Regions from separate parts of the Gossypium hirsutum genome. Here all the other regions are linked to region 3. Evidence: chromatin contacts called from public Hi-C data. All regions are on one chromosome and are shown on one strand. Each heading gives the region's core, a stretch centred on a gene start, on an enhancer-like site or on the middle of the called end of the contact. The rest is flanking DNA. Distances are from core to core; before and after follow the strand shown. Region 1 holds the start of LOC107887161 (putative 3,4-dihydroxy-2-butanone kinase). Region 2 holds the start of LOC107887160. Region 3 holds the start of LOC107887164 (protein FAR-RED ELONGATED HYPOCOTYL 3).

Evidence for each region. A called contact is a pair of places that touch in the nucleus more often than the background predicts.
Region 1: a Hi-C map of leaf shows a contact between it and region 3, with 4 times the contacts expected there. The contact joins the promoter of LOC107887161 here to the promoter of LOC107887164 in region 3. A contact is called at or near these places in 4 of 34 Hi-C or Micro-C datasets (callus, leaf and petal).
Region 2: a contact with region 3 is called in a Hi-C map of leaf, with 2.4 times the contacts expected there. The contact joins the promoter of LOC107887160 here to the promoter of LOC107887164 in region 3. A contact is called at or near these places in 3 of 34 Hi-C or Micro-C datasets (all in leaf).

Annotation. Positions count from the first base shown.
Region 1 is chrA03:45,745,377-45,748,244 of Gossypium_hirsutum_v2.1, reverse strand. It overlaps LOC107887161 (putative 3,4-dihydroxy-2-butanone kinase), which reads left to right and starts at 1,599. Exons shown (of 20, transcript XM_016811320.2): 1 at 1,599-1,862; 2 at 2,515-2,588; 3 at 2,671-2,734. The coding sequence starts at 1,823.
Region 2 is chrA03:45,784,116-45,786,916 of Gossypium_hirsutum_v2.1, reverse strand. LOC107887160 reads right to left here and starts at 1,333. Exons shown (of 10, transcript XM_016811317.2): 1 at 970-1,333; 2 at 616-712; 3 at 372-522; 4 at 100-157; 5 at 1-12. The coding sequence starts at 1,091.
Region 3 is chrA03:45,599,935-45,602,634 of Gossypium_hirsutum_v2.1, reverse strand. It overlaps LOC107887164 (protein FAR-RED ELONGATED HYPOCOTYL 3), which reads left to right and starts at 1,431. Exons shown (of 8, transcript XM_041096456.1): 1 at 1,431-1,643; 2 at 2,269-2,700. The coding sequence starts at 2,313.

The sequences.
Region 1 (2,868 bases), core at 350-2,849, 150 kb before region 3:
ACCAATAGTTTTTCTTGGAAAGTCGGTGACTTTCCGTCAACTTCTTAATCTATTTTTGTTTTGAGAATATTTTAGAATAATAAATGATTTCATGTTTCGATTTAGACCCGTGTTATCTTAAGTTTTATATGGTTTTTGTTTTATTTTTCCATTGTTTAACAAGTCTTCAGTTTTAGAAGTTTTTATTTACTCTTGTAACACATTTTTTAGTTTTACTTATGTATGCAATAGTAATTTTACAATTGATTTTGGGATGATTTTATTGGCGTTCTCTCTAATTTGATGAATACTCGATTCTTTTGTTGATATTTGCTTGCCACTTTGGACCATCCGGTGCTGATTTCCTAATCGTCATTGAATGAATTAATTTACCTTTCGAAAAAAACTCTAATATAGTGTTTGGAAAACCTCTAATATTGGATTTGGGTGTAATTGCTTATAATTATATAATGGTGATATGTTTGAATAACCATTGTAATTGATGGTCCCACTAAATAGGGTGTAAGTAGAACACTTCAATTACACTTTCTAATTTTTCAAGGGGAGTGGAATTGGACTAATTACTCAGTTAATTACAAATAAATTTAATTTTAAAAAATCTTTTTATACAAGTTATAAATTTTATAGTATAAGTATAATCGTGTATGAGTGTTTGTGATAATTATGGTAAAATAAAATTTAAATTATAAATCTAAAAAATTATATATAAAAATAATTTGTGCATTTTACAAAATTATTAACATTTATATTATTTAAATCCTAAAAGAATTCTAAATTTATGGCTAAAAGTTTATTATAAAAAATGTTATAAAGAGTTATAATATATTTATTTATATAAAAGTTATGGACATACTGTTCAAACTATATATTATAAAAATAATATACTTATTCATAAAAATGTTAGAGGTTTTTTTTATCATAACTTATTTATTGTTCTAAAAAATATTTTTCAACTTAACAGCATCACCTTAGTATAACATAAGAAAAAAAGAAAAGGTTGGATCGTACTAGCATGTTGCATATTTCATAATTTCAACCATAGAGGAAATTAAGACGATCTATACTTTGTAAAGTACATGAAAGAATAAGATCTTAATAATCTTAATGATGCAAATTCAAATTCAGATGATAATGAACTTAATCAGTGACCAACAGATGATAAGAAGTATATGTTAAATATTAAAAAGAGAATAACTCAACAAGTATACATTACAACAATTAGATAAAATTTTCACTATTTTTATTAGTAATCGTGTTATCAACTATTTTTTTAAAACTAATAATACATATAATGATTTGATTTTAATTTTTGTTACTTGTTTAGAAACTATTTTTATCATACTTAATATTTTTAAAAATACAAATTATGTAATTTATACAATCAAATATAACATATAAAATTACGATATAATTATACCCTCTCGACTAAATATGTGTTAAGGAATTAAAATTCCTTATAATTACAAATTACTACACATTTGTTCAATTAGTTTGTGTTGTTGAAATAAATCTTAAATGAATTAACTTTGGTGCAAATATTAAAAAATTCAAAAGAAAAAGAAAGATGGGTGTAAATAGGCTGGTGGGCTGAAAAAAAAGAAGCCAACAAATGTAGAGAAAAGAAAAAGGTGGGAGGACATTTTGGTAATTGGAGGCGCAATTTCTTGTCCGGAGAAGTAACAACTGCCCAGGCTTGAGCAAAACGTGGTGTGCTCTGCAATTCTCAATAGACTCCCCACCAAAAAAAAAGTCCAACAAAATTAAACGCTCTCTCTCTCCCATCGCATCCCATATTTGAATTCCCTCAAACAAAACAAAGTTTATGGCTTTTCAAGGGAAGAAACTCATCAACAATCCCGACGGTTTGCTTTTTTTCTTTCCTTCACCATTTCCTCCTCCTATTACTCTAATATCCCCTCTCAATTTTCTTTTCCAACCATAAACCTGCAAACTTAATTTTCTGTTCTTTTCTGTTACACAGTTCTCTTCCTTTCTCTATCTCTTCATCTTCTTTTTTTTTCTTTTTGAAGTTCACGATAGTATTTGCCCGCATTTCCTAATTTCATGTTTCCTTGTGTTCGTATTGGGAAATTTTGGATTTTTTTATTGTTTTTGTGCTTTGCCCTCTGCTTATCGTTTACAAAATGGATGATGCATGTAATTTTTGTATATTACTTGAATAATAGTGTTTTTTTTTTGCTTATTATTTGATTAGTTGTTTTATGTTTCTGTAGTTTCCTTCATTTGGTCTTGAGTAAATGAAAGCTGATAATGAAACAAGGCTATTTGCTGAAATAGGGAAAACAAACAAGGGTTTAGAAAAGATTCCTACTGTTTCTTTTCCTAGATTTTCTGCGTCAATCACACTGTGTTAGGCTATATCAAGCTATATTTACTCTTTGTTTCTCATTTGCATTACTTTACTATGCTCTTTCCACCAACGATTTGCCGATTCTAGATTTCTGCTTTGTGAAGAAAACCATTTTTGAAGTTCTTTTGTTATGGTGGTGGCAGATGTGGTGACTGAATTTATTGAGGGTCTTGTGGAAACATATCCCGGACTCCAGTACTTGGATGGTTTCCCGGAGGTGATTTTGTTTTCCGCTTTGCTTATGTTTAGTCAGTGAATTAGACTTTATAAACACAAACCGATTACTTGTTTGTTTCCAGGTGAAAGTTGTAATTCGTGCTGATGCTTCTGGTGCAACATATGACAAGGTTGCAATCATATCAGGTTCGATCCCTACAAAGCTGCTAACATCTGATATCTGTCTTAGTTTGTTCAAATTGAAATTTAAATTCTATACTTTGTTACCTTTAATACTTTTTAAGCTATGGTGATTTCTAGACAGCATTTAAAGCTGCAGT
Region 2 (2,801 bases), core at 84-2,583, 180 kb before region 3:
GTGTCTTCTAACCTGAATCAAGATGATACCTCAGTAAGAAAACACGTAATCAACTAGTTCAACCAAAATATAGGATATAAAATGTCAGAAGTAGCAAACCACTCTGATGGTGGTGGTGGCTGCTCAGATGCTTGAGCACTGGTGTCCTCTATCGGACCTGGTAATCAGAAGTACCGTGAATTGGTTTAAAGCACTAGAGCGAAAGAGAATCCAATCAACAGAACATTATTTACAAAAGTAGAACTTATTTTTGAGATGAAATTTTGTACTAATGAATCAGATTCACAGATTGCACCGCTCAAAGAAAACTTGTTCCTTCAACTACCCTTCAATCATTCCACAGCATAATATTGAGTAAAGAGAAATTTTACCTGTACTAGTAGATTCATCAGCAACATTTATAGTAGTATTCTGAGCATCAACTTCATTGCCCTGAGACGAAGAGCGATTATACTCGGGACCATTATAAGACGCAGTGGCACAAGGCTCATCTAAAACAGAATTATCAGCCACAGCTCCTTCCTGCAAAATCATTTTGGAATCAAAAACCTAACATGAAAAGCATACCGAACATAGGATTAATCATCCAGATAAAAGAAGGTATGAGCTAACTACCATGTCCAAAAGCACATAATTTCCATTCTCAAATGTGTAATAGAGACCATATTTACTGCTATAGTACCATCCGGCATCAGGATCATGGTAAAATCCACTACTGCAACAAATCAAACGAAGGCGTACGGTGCCAAAATGAACAAAAGATCATTGAGAGAGACAGAGAGAGGAAAAAAAAACCAATTGTATGACATATTGGGATAGAATCATCGAAGTTTAAAGGAAAAAAAATCTACAATTAATTTCTCAAATATAAAAAGTAATTTCATAAAAATGAGAGGAAGAATTAATAGTAATAGTTTATAGATAAATAAAAAATAAAATAGAAAATTTGAAGTAAATAAATAAATCAACCTGGCATGAAAATAGAGGTGAGTTTGAGGATCCCATACAAAAGAGTAATCGCTGCTGCTCTGCAAGTCCAACTCAGTGGAATCAGCCATTGTTTTATCACTTTCTTTGTCCTTCCTTTTCATGTGAAGAAATTTAATTTATAGAGTACCAAAATTGAAGGAACAAAAAGGAAAAGAGAGGGATGTTATTGTAAAGCCCCAAATGAAGAAGAAAAGACCCACCCCAACTTTACAATCAAATAACTTAATTCTCCATGAATGTGCCGAAATGAAATTTAACATAGAAAAACTACTTTAATGAAGAAGGGAGGGAACAGAGGCAGAAGCAACAAGAGAAACAGAAAGGAAAAAAAAAGGGTTAAAAAACATTAAAAAATTTAGTTTACACCGTTAATAATTTTTATTAACTATTTTGATATTTCCAAATTGATGGAATTGTATTTTGCTGACGACATAAGAGGGAGGGATCCACCAATAGAGTTATACTACATGCTAGGTGTCATTATTTGTTTTTCTCTGTAAAATATAACTACTTTTGGTATATACCATCACAACTTATCATTCAAAATAATTTTAATTTCACTTACCAAAAAAAATAAATTTAATATTCCATGAATACAACCTTAAATTTTATTTAAAATTATTATACATTTTAATTTATGCATAACATTACTAAAAATATTTTCTTTCGTATATCTAGACTTGTTCATAGGTTAAGCCATCCGATTCAGTCTAAAACTCTGCTCGAAAAGTGTTAGGATTTAGACAAAAATATAGACCAACAAATAGATTTGGGCAAAAACAATAAGACATATTTAAAAATAGGTCGGGCCTTGGATAATGTATTTTTTGCCCGGGCCCGACCCAAATTCACAAAAGGACAATTTTTTTTACTATTTTTGTTGTTTTGATGATATTTTTTTGTTGTTTTTATTTCTCTATTTTACTATCTTTTTACTATTATATTAGTACTATTTTATTATTATTGTTTAGATAATATATAACATTATTTTTTTGTTAATTTTATTATTATTTTAAAAATATTTACTTGTTAAATTGCAACTATTTTAATGTTATTATTCAATCTTATTTTTTATTTAAATTCAAGTCAGAAACTGCTAAGGATTAAAATTTTTCTACCTATTTAATATGTATACATCTTACCGATAAATATAATTGCTTTATATATATGAATTCGGTATCTTTTTTTTGGTGTTTTATTTATATTGCTTCTTAAGCCCAATTTATACCCAGGGCCCAATACATTTAAAACCCAAAACAATTAACAAAACAAACTTAATCCAATCTCTAAGCCCAATACAAACCATTACCCAAACCCTAAACCCATCAGACTTAAACCCAAAACAACCCTAACAGCCCAACAAAATTAAAGAAAAATGAAAACTCTAGCATCTAACACCCTCAGCCGCTGCAACCGTGGAGGTTCCCAAGCACCGCACGTCGCGCGTCCCTCCGCGTCGTGCACTCCTCTACTAGGCCACATCAAAGACGTGCTCAAATGAACCTACAAACAAGCAAAATAAGTTGTAAAATAGGCTATAAAAGTCTTTGGAAAGTATTGTAATGGGTTTTTTTTATTTTAGAAAAAAGAGGGAGATAGATACAAAAATCAAACATATACAGAAATCAATAGCAACAATATTGGTTAAAGGTGATTCTAAGTCCCATTTTTCTTTCTATTTTTGGCTGCTGTCTCTTTGATTTATCTACTGCTTGAAAAAACAACAAAAGGGGAAAAGGGGAACTCGCCTTTGGTTCATCGATTGGAGCCTCGGTTTAGGTCTTTTCCCTTCGTTCTCCTGATGTTGAGAG
Region 3 (2,700 bases), core at 182-2,681:
TCTTTTGAGTTATTTTCCTTTTCAACCTTTTTTGAGTTATTTTCCTTTTCACTTTGGGTTTTTTATCGCTCTTGAAGTTTTTACCTGATCAAGAATGCAAGATTAAAATTATTTATGTTTGAAAAACATGTTTATGGAAAATCTTGAACCCCTAGACAGAATCAATGTTTAAAATAAAATCTTTGAAAAACTTTTTCGAACATTACAAAAACTTGCAGAATACCAATCGACTACACAATTTCAAAAACAATCTCAAAAAAAATAAAAACTATCAGAACATCAACCGGCTATACAATCTCAGAACAAAAAAAACCTTGCATGCATGTTAAGCTTTTGGGGTTTGGGGATTTTAGGCTCAATTTTTTATTGACAAAGGGAGGAGGTTCCGACGATAGCGGCCTCACCTAGGTTTAACCCTTAAGCCGTGAGGAGGTCACCATCTCCATAGATTTGTTGAGCCCTAAAAGAAGAGAAAATTTTGGCTATTTAGGTTTCCCAAATTTTCTTGAAAAAGAACAAAAGAAAGATTTTTTAAGAGAAAAGAGAACAAAAAGCAAAGGACGGAGGAGAAAGAAAAGAGGAGCAGTATTTGTTGTTACTGTTGTTATCTTCATTGCTAGTTTGAACATTGGGAAAATTTTGGGAGAGTTTGAGGAGGAAAGAGGAAAGAAAGAAGTGTAGAAGGCACACCCAAAACAAAAAATAAAATAAAATAAGAAAATAAAAGAAAAATGAGAATGAGGAAAATTTTTTTTTTAAAAAAAATGAAGGCCAAATAGGATGCCACGTGGTGGCAAATGATTGGTCAGTGCTACCACGTAGAAAAAAATTAACGCCATTAGTTTCAGGTACCAAACTAGTAGAGGAGAGAAAAGTTCGAGTACCAATTTGAGAAAAAAATTATAAGTACCAATCTGGGAGAAGTGTATAAGTTCAAGTACTAATTTATATTTAACCCAAAGCAAATTTATTCCAAAAAAATAAGGATAAGTTTGCCATAGATAAATGTTAAGGTTTTTTTTTTGTGCCATTATGCTTTTTATTTAAAAAAATATAATTTATTAAAAGGTATATTGGTGATTTCAACATTTTAAAATTTTTATTAAAAAATCTATTGAAGGATATATTTATCATTTCATCATTTTTCTTACTTATGTATAATCGGTGTTTTAGTAGAAATTTAACGCTAAGTGACCATAAAATTGGTAAATAAATTCGAGAATTTTTTCCCAAAATTGAAGGCTATGAGAGACTATGGTTAAAGGACGTTAAGATTTGAGGGCTTATTTTGCGTTTGAGCCGAAATCTGTTAGATTAAATGGGTTTTTATCTCTTCGTAGTAATAGTATGGATGGAGTTGAGGCCCAACACAGAAAGCAAAATATTCAACATTAAAAGAAAAATAAAGCAGACTAGACTATTTAATAATAGGATTAACTTATTTTACTCATAAAAGGGGCGAGTGAAAGCGAGAACAGAGTCTGAGATCCCCAAATTGGCGAGTGAGAGAGAAAAGCGAGTGGAAGGAAAGCAGGAAACCCTAAATCTCCCAACCCCCCCCCCAACTCTCTACGCGCCCTTAACTCCACTCGCCTTCGGTTTTCGCAGAATCATCACTCATTCTATTTCCACCTCCACTTCAGGTGTTCCTTTATTTTAATCCCCGCCCCCCTCTAAACTATTTTGCTTTCCAATTCTGCCTTTTGAATTTTCGCAATTTCCCTGTTCTTTTTCTTCTAAATTTTCTATTTCGATCCCATCATCCCCAAATATATTTTCGTTTTCTTTTTTCTTCTGTTTTAATATTAAATTCATTATATGATTGAAACCTTCCCGATTTTATTTAATTCTGTAATTGTGATTGATTTTCTGGGTTCATCTCTTTCGAAATTATTTGGTCACATGAATCTTAGTTTGCTGATATTATATTATTAGTTGCTTGCCTAATCTTGTTACCTAATTTATGGCTAAAATCCTTAAAAGTTGTTAAAATTGTAGCCTTTTTGTTCGTTTGGAATGTTGGTATTAGGGAAAAGGTCTTCATGTATCAACTTATAGCTAAGGAAATTTGAAATACCCATCATATTTGTAGCTTTGGGATTTGCTTCCTTTATAGATACATGTATATCCAGGATTGTCCAAGAGCTAAAGAGGACTTCAATTAGTTTGTCTATCTTTTATAATTATAGTAGGCTATTGTGAATTGCTTTTTGTCATGGGTTCTTTATGCTGACATGATGGCGTCCTTCTACATTTTAATTTTTTCAGGTGCAGTCAGGAAAACAGTTAGTTGAAGTAAACAAGTTTCAATCATGGACATAGATCTTAGGTTACCTTCTGGTGAACAGTGTAAGGAAGATGAAGATGCAAATGGAATTGATAATATGCTAGATGGTGATGAATCACTGCATAATGGAATGGTTCAAGTTGTAGGAGAGAATATGCGTGCTGAAGATGGTGGGGAAATGCATTCTTCTGCTGTGGATATGGTGACCTTCAAGGAGGATACGAATCTTGAGCCACTTTCTGGTATGGAGTTTGAATCACATGGAGAAGCATATTCATTTTATCAAGAATATGCTCGGTCTATGGGATTCAACACAGCTATACAAAATAGCCGACGTTCGAAGACTTCAAGAGAATTTATTGATGCAAAGTTTGCCTGTTCTAGATATGGGACCAAAAGGGAATATGACAAAT